2 separate regions of the Mus musculus genome follow, and region 1 is linked to region 2. A link is a contact called in public Hi-C data. All regions are on one chromosome and are shown on one strand. Each heading gives the region's core, a stretch centred on a gene start, on an enhancer-like site or on the middle of the called end of the contact. The rest is flanking DNA. Distances are from core to core; before and after follow the strand shown. Region 1 overlaps Babam2 (BRISC and BRCA1 A complex member 2). Region 2 overlaps Babam2 (BRISC and BRCA1 A complex member 2).

Evidence for each region. Hi-C and Micro-C count contacts between places; a contact is called where the count stands out from the background.
Region 1: a contact with region 2 is called in a Hi-C map of tail fibroblasts, with 5 times the contacts expected there. The contact joins two enhancer-like sites. A contact is called at or near these places in 1 of 15 datasets of contacts at CTCF or cohesin (the NIH/3T3 cell line), 5 of 484 Hi-C or Micro-C datasets (cortical neurons, embryonic fibroblasts, muscle stem cells and 1 more), 2 of 115 datasets of contacts at active chromatin or transcription factors (the NIH/3T3 cell line and neural progenitor cells) and 1 of 9 other capture datasets (liver).

The regions. Positions count from the first base shown.
Region 1 is chr5:32,054,300-32,057,486 of GRCm38.p6, reverse strand. The region is part of intron 10 of Babam2 (BRISC and BRCA1 A complex member 2); the gene reads right to left. Among named protein-coding and RNA genes, the nearest start is that of Gm40277, 35 kb to the left of the region's middle. Within about 2 kb of position 1,641, at least 30 of the 459 cell types and tissues checked have an H3K27ac peak or open chromatin away from gene starts, as enhancers often do. A contact at or near this core is called in the NIH/3T3 cell line, embryonic fibroblasts, muscle stem cells and 1 more, where this site is marked.
Region 2 is chr5:31,756,999-31,760,038 of GRCm38.p6, reverse strand. The region is part of intron 3 of Babam2 (BRISC and BRCA1 A complex member 2); the gene reads right to left. Among named protein-coding and RNA genes, the nearest start is that of Babam2, 60 kb to the right of the region's middle. Within about 2 kb of position 1,583, at least 50 of the 459 cell types and tissues checked have an H3K27ac peak or open chromatin away from gene starts, as enhancers often do. A contact at or near this core is called in the NIH/3T3 cell line, embryonic fibroblasts, muscle stem cells and 1 more, where this site is marked.

The DNA of each region.
Region 1 (3,187 bases), core at 392-2,891, 300 kb before region 2:
ATGGTTAGAGTTCATAAATACATCCTTTTTGTTTCTCCCAAGGCAGGGCTTCTCTGTATAGTCCTGGATGTCCTGAAACTCATTCTGTAGACCAAGCTGGCCTCAAACTCACAGAGATCCACCTGACTCTGCTTCATTCCCAAGTGCAGGGATTAGAGACATTTGACACCACTGCTCAGCAATAAACACATCTTAAGACATGTTTTTGGCTAACTCAGAATGCTGGGTACATGACAATTGGAGCCACAAGCACCGATTGAGGTTTGGATCAAAGCAATGGCATGAGGGACCACAGAAGCCGTGACACATGCAGAATCTTAGGCATAACCAGAATGGCGTCCCACACTGTCCGACCTCCTGGGCCCTGGCCTTGCCCATTGCCATTGCAGAGCTAGCCATGTAACTGTGTTAAGTTTCCATTATGCCATACGCTTTTCAAGGGCGGGACTGTGTCTTCCTCACCTACAATCTGATGGGGGAGCAGGATGAAAGATGGTTTTCAAGAACAAACTTGGAAAAGGGACAAAGAGGGCTTTGATAGGATGCACCAACTAGACTTCCAGAAAAATAAAATTATCATTCTGCTTCCAATCAAGTCGTGAAATCTCCATACTCAGCACTTTCCTTTTTTTCCCACATATGTTACCACATATATTTATATCTTGTAAATCAGAGGGAGCTCCTTAGTGGGCCGCAACAGGGGCAAATCTGAACAGAGACTCTGCTGCTGCCCATCAGAGCTGAGCCCAAGCCCCCTGCTAATATGTAGTGTTGCTTTAGCATTTCATTTGGGGGTTAAGTCAAGTTTTTAAAATAAAATCTCTTGTTAGTTTTAGTGGAGGCAAAGCATCCCCAGAAACTGTTTCAACATTCTCTGAGGTAGACAAAGTTTGTGTAAATGTTACCCATTTCCAGGACAGAGAATAGGCACATTAACAAATGCAGTAATGATGTGTATAGATTTTCTAGCTTTGCAGAGTTCATTTTAGATGCTTTGTTAATTAAAACTTCAAGAAAGGGACATTATTTTGAAACTGTGTGTTTAACAGCTGAGTAAACTAGAAAGTTCGTGGACTTTGTCAACTTTCTCATAGACTGGGCAGCAGCAGGGGACAAAATCTAAAGCCAGGATTGGAATCTTTGGCTCCTACTGTGTGACACTGCAGAATACTCTCCAATAACCTGCTTAAAATTGTGTTGCAATTACAACTCAGTCAGTAAGCCAGAGCCTCCACTGTAAAGCATGAACAAGGATGGAAATGTTAGCTGCACAAACAGATACATATTAAAGCAACATGTAAGGATGCTGTGGAGTGCAGTCCTACCCCTCCCCTCCTCTCCCCTTCTCTCCCCTCCTCTCCCCTCCTCTCCCCCTCCCTCCCTCCCTCCTTCGGTGCATACTGCTGATCCTAGCGCTTTCCCTAGATGTGACTTCTCAAAGGAAAAGTTAGCTTCATGGTTTTTGTTTTTGTTTTTTTAAAGAAATCTCCCAACAATAACTCACTGCCCCCCCAAAACCAAAACCAACCAACCAACCAGCAAAAACCTGTGTTGTTGGTAGAGCCTCTCAGACTTCTGAGTGTACCCGACTCTGACGATGTCTGACTCAGTGGCACAGGGGGTTTCTACTGGTGACTCACACCACTACCAACAAAAAGGGGCAGGACTGAGAATGACCACTTTTTAGTCACATTTCTCAGTGCCACAGTATGATAGCCTCCATACATGGCTATTTTTATGAAACAGAGATTGTATAACACAGAACAACAAAAGTATGAAAACACCAATCCAAATGACAAATACCTCAATTTAGAAAATCCTTGTAGGTCCTTCCCTATAGCAGGCTTGGTCTGTAACATCCTTGGCTACTCGGAACAAACACTGATTTCTAACCCTGTTACGTCCTTTCTGATGCTCATTTAATTCCCTCTGATAAGTTTTTAGGAACAAATGCCTGTTCATTGTACACTTTTCCTCAACTTCAATTGCAACTGCTGAGTAACACCCGAGTTTCCAAATAGGAAACAACATTCAGATTAACCTCCAAACCGATCATTAATAATAGAAAAGTATTTAACATGCTAGTTTACCTATGAAAAAAGAGTAATTTTAAATAAAAGAATTCAATGCAATCATTTATAAACAGCCATCACTCACTATCAAAAGTAATGTAGCTATGACTACAGGCTATGTGGCTTTCAAGCTACTGGCTTTGGGGACTTTAGACTACATTTTTCTAAAAAAAAAAAAAAAAAAAAAAAGAAGTGTGTGTGCGTGAGTGCGTGAGTGTGTGTGCGTGAGTGTGTGAGTGTGTAAGTGTGTGTGAGTATATGTGGATGTAAGTACATGTGTCAGTGCTTGTGCTTGTGGTGGTCAAAGGAAGATGTCATTCTAAGGAATGGCATCCACCTTTTTGAGAAAGGATCTCTCCAGTGGCCTGAAGCTCACAGTTGGACGAGGCCAGCTGGCCTACGCCTGAGCATCCCGTGCATCGGCCCTTTCAGCTGGGATCACAAGCACAGGTCACAACGCAGAGCTTTTAATAGGGATCGAACTCAGGGCTTCTTGCTAGTACTTTATGGACTGAGCCATTCTCCCAGTCCCCTGAAAAAAGAAACTTTTATACAGGTCTTGGTTTAGTGCTCTGGCTGGTGCCAAACTCCTGGGCTCATGAGATCCTTTGGCCTCTGACTCCAGAGTATCTGGGACATAGGTATACACTCCTGCATCTGGCTGGAATGCCTTCTAATCTTTTTTCCCACGATTTTGTTTTGCAGAAGTGAGTTGCTGGTATTAGTATTTGATATGTTTAGAAATATATTATTTCCTAGTTTTGAACTATTTTCTTTGACTCAAATGCCAATTAGTATTAGAAACATTAAAAACCAGAAATATCTATTTACCCACTCAAGTAAGACATGATTTTTGTTTTTACTTAAATATCAGCAAGCTCTATACTGATGTATATCATAATCCCCCAAAGCATTCATTACATGATCCTTTTTTGTCTCCAGAGAACAGCATGTCCTTATAGCCAATGTTCAAATCAAAACACTTCCTGTATCACAACTGGATTACTGGAAGAACAGGAATTGTCAAAGGATTTCAGAGATAAAAGTTGTCTATATGGTAGTTCATGCAGAGAACATAAATGTTTAAAGCTATAGATACCTTGCTCAGGTAAGCT
Region 2 (3,040 bases), core at 334-2,833:
TTTACAACTTAAATCAGCTGTCTAGCTTTGGAAATAGACTAACGTAAACCAAAAGAGTTGTCTGTCAAAATAAATAACACTCTAAAGCAAATATACAATAACCAGCTTTCTTTCAAATGATTATAACAATATAAAATATTAAAAATACTAGGAAACAGGGAACACTAGAACCCTAACATAATAATACGGGTCACAGTGTTGTTTCTCCTATGAATAATAGTAATCATATTACTTTTTTAGAAAATCAGCTTTTTAGAAAATAAGCAGAATTGGTATGGGCTGGTGGGGGGACAGCTGTTAGGTTTGGAAGAAAAGGAAGGAGGAGGGAAGGAAAAGAGGGAGGGGAGGGAGAAAGGAAGAAGGGAGGGAAGGAAGGAAGGAAGGAAGGAAGGAAGGAAGGAAGGAAGGAAGGAAGGAAGGAAGGAAGGATAGACAGACAGATGGACTCATGGACAGAAGTTAGGTAAGTGACTCTAAAAATGTTTTGGTCCCTTTCCAAAAGTTTTTAAAAAAAAAAAAAAAAGCATGCCAACTTCCGGTGTATAGAGTATATGATCAGACTGCTGTTCAGTTACTTAAACAGCAAGGTCAGTGTAAACACTACTAGACTGGAATACATTCTCAAATACAATCTGCATCCATGTTGTTGCTTTGATCCCTCAGCTATTTCCTACAGCATATCCTGCAACTAAGTTGTTACTACTTCCCGCAATGTGTTTAATGATGGACATTATGAACTAATCCCGTTCTTCTCCTTTGCCTTCTGTCTGAGTTGAGTGTTTTTCCTCTGACACATGTTCCCACCAGGAAACACTACTTCACCAGAGCCAATAAAGAAACAAAGAGAATAGAGTAGAACCCTCTAAAACCATGGGTCACAATAAACCATTTCTCTTTATAAGTTAATTTCCCTGCAATTTGTTAAAGTAAAAAAAAAAAAAAAAAAGCAGTCCCCAATCAGATGTCAGTCAGCCTCCTACCACCTTTCCCAGCTGCTGTGCAGAGGAGAGCCTCAGCAGCCAGTACTCTTTATTTCCTATTCAGCCATACCAGGATGGTTCTCCCACCATGAGCAGCTGACTCTGGGGACTTCCTCTTCCTGACTTCTACAGGGAAGTGCGCACTGTTAGCGCATTGTGATAAGGACAGAACTCACTTCGGAACAAGCCACAGGCAAAAGTAAAAAGTAGCAGATGCAGATCTGCGCACCAGGTCCCTGCCTGCCCAGACCGTGACCTGGATCACTCCCATGCACAAAACAGGAGAGCAGGCCCTGGGAACGCTGCTGGGATTAAAATGAGATCATACAAGTAAATCTAGGTTTGGAAAATAGAGAATACAAGTTGATTATAAATACTTCTTTCTAATTCCTAGCTGAATTATACAAAGCAGAAATTTAAGGCTGATGTGGCATAGTTTGACACACACAAACAACACTTGCCAAAAAAATCAGGAGAAATAACCACAGAATGCTAAATGAGGGGGGGGGAAAACCACACCAATGTTTCTTGAGTTCTGAGTTCATTGTTCAACAATGAGTCTTTTGCTGACTCCACACACAGACATGAGCCAGAGCACCCGGAGCAGTCAAACCTGCACACAGAGGATGGTCCTAGGCAGGGTTAGTGCCTCACTCCCATACAACAGTGCCTGAAAGACCGTGCACAAGTCCACACCTCCATAAACCGTGGAAATCAGGCACTTTCCTGTGGAATTTATGAAAAAAAGCTGAATAAAACTATCTATTGTCAAACAGCTCTGAAATGCCCAATTAACAAAAGAAAAACATGTCTTTTACGGTATGAAGGATAGTTTCCATTCTCAGGTGACAGATCTAAACAATGAATCTAACAATAAAGAAAAGCAAGCTCAGAAATACAGAGGCTAACATGGAGAAAAACTGAAATGAATGAAAAATTTTAATGCTTTAAAACAGCAATGAAAATATAAAACCCTTCAAAAATAGATATAAGAAAATGCTTTTGAGAAACATTAAATATAAAATACAAATAGTCTACTACTCAAGTGGAAAGCTAAAAAGCTCTAGCCAGTGCTTGTAGGAAGCTAACGGGGGATGGGAGGAGGAAGGCAGCAAAATTAATAATCAATTTGTCAAAGCAACATGTTAGTTGTAGTTTTTCTGATTATTCAAGTTTCGGTTGACAAAGAACAAAGGCAGCCATATTTCAGCCAGGAAAGTTACTGAAGTCAGAAATAAACAAAGCAAGAAGGGTCTGTAGGAGAAAGCTATGCGCAGGGGCTGCTAGATGAAGGAAGGGTGGAGAACGGAGAGAAGCACATGTCTCCAGGGTCACTCCAATGCAGTAGAAAAAATAAATAAATAAAACCTATGAAATGGGGATGTGGTCTTACTAACCATCATAGAAGTGGAAATTAAAACAACATTGAGATCTCAACCCAAAGAGAATAGCAGTCATTAAGAGAAAAACAACAGGGGCTGGAGCCATGGCTCAGTGTGAAGAGCATTTACTGCTCTTGCAGAGAACCTGGGCTGAATTCCCAGCACCACATGGCAGCTCACAACCATCTGTTACTCCAGTTTCAGAGGATCAATGCCCTCATTGATCTCTATGAATATGAGGCATGCCTATGGCACACATCTATACATGTACGCAAAACTCTCATACATATAAAAATAAAGTAATTAATAAATCTTTAAGAAAAGAACAAATACTGGTGAGACTGTAGCAGAAAGAAACTCTAAAAATGTAAAGTAATAAAAAAAAGTAGTAATTAAAAAAAATGGTGAGATAGAGGTGTTGCGATACACTTCAACACCAGAATACAGCAGGTTTCTCTTACAAGGACAGAGACTATCTTCTGACTACAACTGATAAAGGAAATACTTGATTTATTATAGTTAACCTGTAATAAAAGCATCCTTCTTTTCATCTAGTAATAGTATCTTAATGAAGCTCTATAACATGTCTTCATAAAATATAAATTAGAAGTCTTTAGCAATGAAGGAAATGTCTCATTTCTCTAAAGGAAAACTGTCCTAAGACTTGGTGATTTTCCA